2 separate regions of the Pan troglodytes genome follow, and region 1 is linked to region 2. Evidence: chromatin contacts called from public Hi-C data. All regions are on one chromosome and are shown on one strand. The core of a region is the stretch at or near the end of the contact, and the rest is flanking DNA. Distances in the headings are between cores, read along the strand shown. Region 1 holds the start of TEPSIN (TEPSIN adaptor related protein complex 4 accessory protein). Region 2 holds the start of CHMP6 (charged multivesicular body protein 6).

What was found. A called contact is a pair of places that touch in the nucleus more often than the background predicts.
Region 1: a Hi-C map of stem cell-derived neural progenitor cells shows a contact between it and region 2, with 7 times the contacts expected there. The contact joins the promoter of TEPSIN here to the promoter of CHMP6 in region 2. A contact is called at or near these places in 1 of 7 Hi-C or Micro-C datasets (stem cell-derived neural progenitor cells) and 1 of 1 datasets of contacts at active chromatin or transcription factors (stem cell-derived excitatory neurons).

The regions. Positions count from the first base shown.
Region 1 is chr19:94,634,400-94,639,248 of NHGRI_mPanTro3-v2.0_pri, forward strand. TEPSIN (TEPSIN adaptor related protein complex 4 accessory protein) reads right to left here and starts at 1,268. Exons shown (of 13, transcript XM_016933144.3): 1 at 641-1,268. The coding sequence starts at 688. It overlaps NDUFAF8 (NADH:ubiquinone oxidoreductase complex assembly factor 8), which reads left to right and starts at 948. Exons shown (of 3, transcript XM_016933153.3): 1 at 948-1,102; 2 at 1,223-1,337; 3 at 2,660-2,954. The coding sequence starts at 1,019. The coding sequence ends at 2,826.
Region 2 is chr19:94,381,247-94,386,551 of NHGRI_mPanTro3-v2.0_pri, forward strand. It overlaps CHMP6 (charged multivesicular body protein 6), which reads left to right and starts at 3,458. Exons shown (of 8, transcript XM_016930992.4): 1 at 3,458-3,671. The coding sequence starts at 3,609.

The sequences.
Region 1 (4,849 bases), core at 18-2,517, 250 kb after region 2:
CTGGGACCACCCAGCCCCCTCTGAGGTCCAGCCCAGGAAAGCTCAGGGCTGACAAAAGAGGGCAGTTTGCTCAGGACGACACCTGGGAACTCGCCCCGGCCTCTACTTCTCAGAGGGTTTACTAAGAGGGGCTTACAATGGTGCGTCCTTCTCTGTCCCTTCGAGATGTCTGTGTTCTCTGCAACCCAGGGGTGCCTCTCCAGGACCGGAGTCCTCTGAAACGCCACCGTCAGGGAGGACGGCGGGCTGCCAGCCCATCTGGGCGCCAGCAGCACGGACACAGCGGCTCCACGTCCACCGGGTCCGCCGCTCCTTCCCTCCCGTCGGAGGCCACTGAATGCTGGCCGAGGCCTGTTCGTTCCCCCAGGGTCTGGCTGTGCCCATCGCCCTTGCGCTCGGCGGGTCCGGCTTGGAAGGCCCGGCTTGGAAGGCCCGGCTTGGAAGGCCCGGCTTGGAAGGCCCTGGGACGGCGCGGCGGGCGGGCAGGCAGCTCAGGGGCGTCGGCGCGGGCGAAGGGGCCAGGAGCAGCTACCCGGCGCGGAGACGCAAGGTCAATGGCTCCAGCCTGGGGCGAGTCCGGGGAATGCGGCGCTCGAGAGGAGCCGTGGGACCGGGGCCCGGGCGGACCGCCCTCACTCACCCGGTGTAGAAAGCTCAGGCGGTCCCGTAGCGGCGGCGCGGCAGCCATGATCCAGGTCCCCTCCCGGTCTGCCCCGCTTCCGCCAGGCCCGGGCCCTCCAATCACTGCGCGGGTCTGGGTCCGCCGACCAATCCCTCACGGTAGGGCGGGCCCTGAGGTTGGCTTCGTAAACAATTGGAGCCTAGGCCAATCCGAAGTCCCAGAGCACAGACAGACTAGGACAAGAGCCAATTGCAGGGGCTCGAGGCCAGGCAAAGCCTGGCCAATTAAGAAGTTCAGGAAAGGTTATGGGCGGAAGCGCCGACCTATCAAACTGTTTGACACCGGAAGAGGACGGACCTAAGATGGCGGCCTCCAGGGGGCTGGGAATAGCCGCTCATGTCGGCTAACGGAGTGGTGTGGGGCCGCGTGCGAAGCCGCCTCCGCGCCTTCCCCGAGCGGCTGGCCGCCTGCGGGGCCGAGGTGAGGAGCCGCGGGCGGGCCAGTGCTGCGGGGCAGGAGGAGCCGCGCGGGGAGGTGACTGGGAGGGAGGGCGGTGACGGGGTCAGGGGACCCCACGACCCACGCCCGTCCTTTCCGCAGGCCGCGGCGTACGGCAGGTGCGTGCAGGCCTCCACGGCCCCGGGCGGCCGCCTGAGTAAGGACTTTTGCGCGCGGGAGTTCGAGGCCCTGCGGAGCTGCTTCGCCGCCGCGGTAGGTGGGCGCGGGCCCCTTCCCCCCTTCCCAGCCCTTCCCCTCCAAGAGCCAGCGGGCCCCGGCTTTCCTTTGCTTTCCCGTTGGTTCAAGGTTTGAGCGCCTGCCGCGTGCTTTAGACGCCGGCTGACAAAATCACCGAGCCATCGACGAGCCCGCGAAACCTCGGCCGTCCTGGGCTTGTCCCTGCATGTTTGTAAAGCGGGACTGGCACCAACCTCAGAAAGGATGGGAGATGTGTGCAAAAAAGCGCCTTGTAAAACGCGTAAGCTTTCGTGTTAGCACTGCCGCCGAGGGGTGTCATGCCAGGATTGACCCAACACAGGACTCCCGGAAAGTGCCCAGCACCTTCCGGGTCTTCACCTCCCTGGCACTTGCAGCCCCTGTGCACCTGCGGTGGTGGATTCCTTCAGCACGTGTCCTGCCGGGAACCCCCAGCCACCCTCACAACTGGCACGATAGGGCTTCTTGCCCGTGGGGCTTTAAGTCATTCTGAGGCTGGTTCCCTAAGAGTCAGCCGCACCGGGTACCACCTCAGTGTATCTGGGTAGGCCTTGATGCCAGTGCTGACTCTGTTTACTGGGAGCTGTTAATCCGGAGATTTGGACCAGAGAAAGGGTATTTGAACAAGAGCTCCACGGCCTTCATCCCTACCCGGCCCCAGCAGCCTTGGATCCAGGGGTGGGTGACTCATCAGAAGTTGCACTTTTTGCTGGGTATGGTGACGCGTGCCTGTAATCCTACCACTTTGGGAGGCTGAGGCGGGTGAATTGCTTAGGCCTAGAAGTTTGAGACCAGCCTGGGCAACATATGGAGACCCCGTCTCTACAAAAAAAAAAAAAAGAAAGAAAGAAAGAAAAAAAAATTAGCCAGGCATGGTGGTGTAGTCCCAGTTACTTGGGAGGCTGAGGTGGGATGATCACTTGAACCTGGGAGGTGGAGGTTGCAGTGAGCCGAGATCACGCTGCTGTACTCCAGCCTAGGCGACAAAGTGAGACTGCATCTCAAAAAAAAAAAGGGGGGGGGGGGGCTCCTGCCTTCCCTTTATGAGAGCTTGAGACCAAATGTGGCATCTCGTGGGGGCTCAGAGGAGGGGGCAGCAGTGAGTTCTGTGATGGTGTCATGAGGCCCTTGTCCCGTGGACAAGTGACCCAGAGAACCTGCCCATGGGGCCCCAGGCTCCAACCAGTCGAGCCCCCACCACATGCCAGCACCCAAGTTCTCTGTAAGGTATTTGGTAGAACACCACGTGTGGTGTGGTAGCTTGCTTTTGAGGCATATCTAACTTGGAAGCAAGCCATTCAGACAAAACACTTTATCTTGCAGGCCAAGAAGACGCTGGAGGGAGGCTGTTAGGAGGGACTCTGAGCTTCACACCTGTCTGCTGCCATGGGTGCAGAGCCCTAGTCCTGATGGCCCCTGGTGGCACATATCGAATGCCTAGGGCAGAAAGGAAGTGGGAATGGCGAAGATGTGACGTTCCTCGGTGTTAGATCCTGTTTTTTCTTAACAAGTTGAGGCGTGGGTAGAGCAGGAATTGGTTTTCCAGCATTGTGTCCGTAAACCTGAGTTAGAATAAGATGTAACGGAAGCCACGATAAAGACTCGGTCAAATCCTGCAGCCTGGGGCTTACTGTGTGCAGACTGCAACATGTGGGTCTTGGCCTCTCTGAGATGGAATGGGGCCCAGAGGCTTTCCCCCAAAGCTGGCAGGGCTGGGACTTGGGGACACCCTGCCTCAAGGTCCCCGTTTTAAAACACTCTCACTAAGGTATTTAATGTGAATCTGGTGAAGCCTGCAGACCTTGCTGTGGGTATACAGCACACACCAAAGACAAGGACGTCAGCACCACGAGGGGACACTCCATGGGGCAGGGTCCTCGCAGGTGGCTTTCCTGGACACGGGGCAGGGCGGAGGCTCTTCACAAAAGGGCCTGAGTCTCCGAGAGGGGCCTGCGTAGAGCACCAGCAGCCAGTGCCCCTCCTGTGTGGGGTTGGTCGCCCCCTCAGCAGCCCAGGTACTTCACCGATGGCGCCTGCCCTCTCGTTCCCCCTCCCTATCACATCACTTGACCTAAAACTAAGGTGAGAAGGGCCACATCCTGACTCCGCCCGGGCACTTGTTGATGGTGAGACCCCGGAGTCCATGGGGCCTGAGCGCCACCTGCAGGGCGTGGCGGGGACTGCTTTGAGAGCCCCCCTGCTCCGGGGTGCAGAGGCTGCACTTTCCTGGGGCTGCAGCCTGCACCTGCCCCCAGGCCCGTGCTAGCGGCTGACCCCGTGGGCTGAGGTCTGTTCCTCCATGTTTCCTCCTCCAGATGCTACCCCAGAATTAACCTGGTTTCCCCTAAGGGTCTGATCTGGGTGGTGGGTCTGCAGGAGCCAGACCAGAGTGCTGGATTTTGTCCCAAGGGCCAGGATAGTGTCACATCTTGGGAACCACGGAAATCCAGACCAGACTCCTGGGGTCAAGCCACCGCAGTCCATCCCTGTGCATGCCAGACTCAGATGCCCTGCGCTGGCACAAACCACCCGACCCGCCTCCCCAGCGTGCAGGGCCGGCTGCCCCCCACCCCTGCCTTCCTCCTACTTGTGCCCAGCACTCATCCATGAGCGAGCCTCAGTGCGCAGACGTCCTTTTCTTAGCCCTGTCACGCCCTCTCCTCTGTTCTCTGGCAGCTCATTGGCAGAGCTTCCTGCATCTTCTCCCTCCAAATCCAGCCTCCCATCCCACCCACAGACCTGTCTTGCCAGCACTCCCCCTCGCTGTCCTTCACCCTGTGTGTGAGGTGGTGACAGACCTGCCACTTCCTGTGGCCCAGCGTGGCCCACACCTCCAAACTCAGCTCTCAGGCCTCCTGGGGATACCCTCTTTTCTGCCACCCCAAATTTCCTTGCAAACCTCCCACCTTTGCTCTGCCCTTCCTCCCTGAGTGACTGGATTTCAGCACCACATCGATTGACAGCTCAGGAAGCTGGGCGGGCTGGGGGGGGGGGCGGGGGGGAGGGGGAGGGGAGGGGTGGGGGTTCTGTTTTCGCACCGCAGGGACAGTGTGGAGCTCTAACTGCTTCAGGTGCCCTTGGGCCGTCCCTGCTGCCCTAACAAAGCACCTGAGACTGGGTGATTTACAAAGAACGGCCTGATTTTTCACAGCTCTGCAGGCTGCGAAGCCCGAGATCCAGGCATTGGTACTGGTGTCTGGGGAGGGCCTTTGTGCCGTGTCCTCACGCTGCAGAAGGCGGAGGTGCAGCCTCTTTTATAAGGCTCTTAATCGTACGAGCGAGGAAGGAGCCCTCGGCCTAGTCACCTCTTGATACTATCATTTAGGCAACTCCTGAATTTTGGAGGGGACACATCAAACCACAGCAAATGCCTTGGCTCTCAGGAGATACCCAAAGTTCTTTGAGGGCTCAGCTCCGCTCAATCCGTCCCTGGGCCAGCGTGCTGTGCAAGTCTGTTCCCACGCAGAAGTACACACCGGCGACGGGACAGCGCTATCCCTGCTCTGGAACTGA
Region 2 (5,305 bases), core at 2,208-4,707:
ACCCTCAAGAGCCCACCGGTGAGACCCTTGCAAGAGGTTGCTGTCCTCCCCAAGCCAGCACAGCCACTTCCTGTTGCCTACAATTAGCATCAGATCTTAGGGATCCGGGACAGCGTGACACAGGAGACAACAGCTCATGCTGGGACTTGGGAATTTTTTCTGTAAGAGAACAAACAGCACCCAGGCGCGGTGGCTCACGCTTGTAATCTCAGCACTTTGGGAGGCCGAGGTGGGTGGATTACCTGAGGTCAGGAGTTTGTGATCAGCCTGGTCAACATGGTGAAACTCCATCTCTACCAAAAATACAAAAAAAAAATTAGCTGGGCGCGGTGGCAGGTGCCTGTAATCCCAGCTACTCAGGAGGCTGAGGCAGGAGAATCGCTTGAACCTGGGAGGCAGAGGCTGCAGTGAGCTGAGATCACACCACTGCACTCCAGCCTGGGTGACAAAGTGAGACTCTGTCTCAAAAAAAATAAAAATAAAAAATCAAACAGTAAATATCAGGCTCCGTGAGCCACATACGGCCTCTGGCCACCTTGCTCTTGCTCTTCTCCTTCTCCCTCCTCCGTTCCTCCTCCTTTTCGGTGTTATTGTGTGTGTGTGTGTGTGTGTGTGTGTGTGTTTTACAATCCTTAAGAAATGTAAAATCCACTCTTAACTCAAAGGCTGTACAAAAAAATAGATTCCAGGCCGGATGTGGCCCGCAGGCTGTAGTTTGGCAAACCCTGGCTTACATGCTACAAGATTTCAGAGATATTTCAGATAGATATCGTGGGGAACCTGGGGAGAACCTGCGGGAGTGGATTCCGGGGGTTGGACCGGGAACGCCGAATTGGAACGCTAGAGGGGGCTGAAGTCCCTGATCTGGGGGCCTTGATCGCTCTGCCGGGTCTGCAGCTGCAGCCACAGCTAAGAGCTCCCTCGCGCGACGGCTGAAGCTCAGACCCAGAGGCCCGCAGGTCAGGAACCCAAGACCCCAGACCCTCCATGGCCTGCTGTGGAGGAGAGAATCCGAAGGTCCACGGACAGGCAGTCTGTGAGTGTGACCTGCACGCCCACACCCAGCCACGCCCTGCAGGCTCAGAAACACCACCTTCCCGGACGTGAGGAACACCCGGGCGAGGGGAGCCCCTGCACCCTGAAAAGTCCTGCTACTGCTCTCCTTCATAGGCCAAGTGTGACCGCGGGGAGAGGGGTGCCCCGGCGGAGATGCGCTCCTTGATCTCCATGGGGTGACACATCCCAGAGCAGCAGCAGGACAGGGGGCATCCGCCGCCGTCAAGTCCCACGCGGGCTGTGTGGGCCAGCGGCGGCAGAAGGAACTGGCGCTCGGGATGCCGTGGCCTGCAGGGTCCTCCGGCGAATCACAGTGCCCAGGGTGAAACAAAGGGTTGGCAGACCAGAGTGCCGTTTGTCTTACACAACAGAAACAAAACTCTGGGTCTGGTGGCCAAACCTGACTTGAGTCACCACAGTGGACAGCCACGGCCTCTCACCTGTTTCCAGGCTGAGCCAATTCACAGACCTGGAGCCCTTGAGTGGGGGGCCAGGTTCCTTGAGGGAGACCCCTGAAGCATTGCTGTAAGGAATACAGCAGCAAAGCCACGGGAAGAGTCCCCCAAAGGGACCTGTACCTGTTTACCAAAGTAAATGTGTAACAGAGGGAGGGAAATACTCAAGCGTCTCAGGAATGACAAGACACTGGCATCAGATGGATTCCAATTTCTTTTCTTTTTCTTTTTCTTTTTTTTTTGGAGACAGAGTATCGCACTATCGCCCAGGCTGGAGTGCAGTGGTGTGATCTCAGCTCACTGCAACCTCCACCTCCCAAGTTCAAGCGATTCTCCTGCCTCAGCCTCCCAAGAAGCTGCGATTACAGGTGCATGCCACCATGCCCCACTAACTTTTGTAGTTTTGTAGAGACACAGTCCACTATGTCAGGCCAGGCTGATGTCGAACTCCTGACCTCAGGTGATCCACCCACCTCAGCCTCCCAAAGTGCTGGGATTACAGGCGTGAGCCACCACGCCTGGCCAGACGGAGTCTGCTAGAGTCTCGGGGATTTTATACGGACAGGATGGGGGCGTGGCAGGCCAGGGTGGTCTTTGGAAATGCAACATTTGGGCAGGAAAACAAAAATCCCTGTCCTCACCTAGGTTTGTGGGCACAGGCAGTGGGGGGATCCCTAGCCAAGGATCACGCCTTCCTCTACCCAGCTCTTCCTTCCCCCTTCATGAGGAGCAGGGAGTAGCAAGTCTTTTTTTTTTTTTTCCTCAACGTCCCCATGGACACCAAGGAAAAAAGTACTTCAGATGTCTTAGTGAGACAAATCAGAGGATGGGAGATGAACCCCACAAAAATTCAGGGGCCCCCTCACCTCAGTGAAGGTTCTGGAGTCCAAAGGTTTGGAACAGGTGATAATTATTCTCCTTTCGATGTTATTTGTTATATTTTTTGTAGAGACGGGGGTCTTGCTATGTTGCCAGGCTGGTCTTGAACTCCTGGCCTCAAGCCATCCTCAGCTGAGTGCTTTTCTTTGACACTTAGTGAATGCTCAGGAACCACAGTCAGGATACTCAGGCGGGAACCGGGGTGGCTTCTCCCTTTTACCCTTTATCCCCATTCATGTGTTTCTTAGCACCCCAGGGAAGAATGCTTCTGTGGGGGACGCAGCCACAATTCCTTGGAAGGAGAAGCTGAGCCCAGCCATGCTGGTCTCCTCCTGGCACTGATCTACAGACGGGGAGCAGCGCAGTGGAAGAGGGAAGATCCCAGGGCTGAAGGGCTGGGTGGAGGGCGCTGCTGGTTGCATTTCAGGGAACACTTTAAAATGCAAAGCGGGCCGGGCGCGGCGGCTCACGCCTGTCATCCCAGCACTTTGGGAGCCCGAGGTGGGTGGATCAGAAGGTCAGGAGCTCAAGGCCAGCCTGGCCAATATGGTGAAACCCCGTCTCTACTAACAAAAATTAGCCGGGCGTGGCAGCAGGCACCTGTAGTCCCAGCTACTCAGGAGGCTGAAGCAGGAAAATCACTTGAACCCGGGAGGCAGAGTTTGTAGTGAGCCGAGATAGTGCCCCTGCACTCCACCCTGGGCGACAGAGCAGGACTTCATCAAAAAAAAAAAAAAAGTGCAAAACGTTGGATATCACATCATTAATGCGGCATTTTGTGTTCAGAGCCAGTGGGACAGTGATTCCTGCACAAGATTCCTGAAAGCCTGGGGAGACTGAATTATGTTAATCTAAAAGGATCCCATCTAATTAGGAGATAAGAAATTTTTGCCTTCACCTGCACAGGAAGGGTGCACGGAAACACGTTATTTAGAACATCCCGGGCCCGAACATCGCGGGGCCTAACATCCAGGTATCCGTGCCACTTCTCTGTACCAGTCCAAGGAGGCCGCGGTGTTCGCGGCGGTCGCCGAGACCGGCGGGCTGTGGTTTCGAACCCGCGGCAACGGCGCGCGGCCGGAGGAGGCGCTCGGGCTTCGCGTTCCGCGGCGCCTGGCCCGGCGCGGCCGCCGTAGCGGGAGGACCCGAGCTACGGTAGCCGTGGGGCGGGGGTGGCGATTGGACTTGGTGGGTCCCGGGCCAGGGGCGGGCGCCGCCATGGGCAACCTGTTCGGCCGCAAGAAGCAGAGCCGCGTCACGGAGCAGGACAAGGCCATCCTGGTGAGGGCCCGGGCCCGGGGTCAGGGCTGGGGCCGGGACAGGCGACGGGGCCGGGGCGGGCGGCGGGGCCGGAAGAGCCCCGCGCCCTCGGCCCCCCGCGTTCGGATGGGGAAACTGAGGCGCAGCGCGCAGCCGGGCCCCTCGGTCTCTCCGCCCTGCGTCCCTCCTCCCCCGCGGGGCCTCGGGCCGGGGTCTCCTGCGCGGCGCCGTGGCTGCCGACTTCCCCCGGGCCCGCGCGTCCGCCTCTGCGACCTCCGCCGGGGTGGGCGCGGCTGGTGACTGCGGGATTCGACGCCGGCGTTCGGGGCTCGGCCACAGCCTGGCGGCCTGTCCGTGGGGTCCGCGCGGCGCTGGGCTTTCCCTGGCTCTGGGCCCGCGGGAGCAGGTCCCGGCCCCGGGGGTCCCGGCTCTCCCGGAGTCGCTGCCCCCGCCCCCGTCCCGCGGCTCATTTGCCTCCTGGTGCCCTGGGTCGGAGCCCCAGCGGTGCTGCCGGCTTCGCGAGGCAGCGCGGAGCATCCCCTCTCCCTCACCCCATCCAGGCCAGGACTGGAAGGAAATCTGCCCTGGTCCGAGGAGCGGCCGACAGGTGCGCCGAACGCCTGCCGGGGTCCTGCCGGGTTTCCGCAGCGCCTGGGTGCAGGACCACCGTGTTTGGCGCGTTTGTTTGCGGCGACTCCAGACTGACTCCGGGGCACAGCCGGGCCGGTGGTGGTGCCTTTTCCCATGTGAAAGTTAGCTTCTGTAGGAGGAGGAATCGCCTGGCATGTCAGGGACACGGCGGGTTAAGAATAGTCCATTTTTGTAACGAGATAAACGTGTCACGAAAGAGACCCCGAAATGGAAGCAGGGCTAGCTTTTTCGGATGCTTTCTTTTCTAAATTTTGTGCAATAGAAATAGGTTAATTTTATACTAAAAGAGAAGCGAATGTAAATGAAAGAGGGAATCTTACGTTGGCATCTGAGTCCATAAGCTGTGAAAAGAAACAACGGGCACATTTGTCCCTAGAGAAGATGGGCACAGCGCTGGGCACCGTCCCGAGCTGTCTGCAGACAGCTGGGCCCAGCCTCCATCGTCCACCTTCCACCTACCCTGGCAGCCCCAAGGCACTCCCTCCCCTCTCTTTAAGGACTCAGTTCCGGTTTCTCTTCAAGCACAGCTTTCCACTTGCCAAGGGTCACTGTGGGATCTCGGCTGTGCAGACCCGTGTTCCAGGCTGCCGTAGGTCTCCCGGGGATTTCGGGTGCTTGGGAACAGCATCCTTAGCACACACTAGCACAAATGATTGCTTTTTTTTTTTTCTGTTTTTCTAGGATAACAGGTGTTCCCCACGTGGCCTGTGACCCTCCACTGAGACCTTGTTTTACAGGGGGGCAGCCTGGCCACACCTGCCTGCCTTTGGCCCCTGGGTCTCCCCAGCAGTGGGGCTGGGCAGGGGGCACCTTTCACTGTAGCAACGAGAGGACCCACAGGCCTTGGCACTGCGAAGGGGAGACTCCGTGGGTGGAGGGAGCACTGGCTTCCCATGCAGAGTCTTAAAGAGGCACACAGGCCCTGCTGAGCTAATTCTCCTCAGCCTCCTGCCTTAAGGCCATAATCCCTGTGCCTGCACGGGCTCAGCATTGTCTGAAGTGAT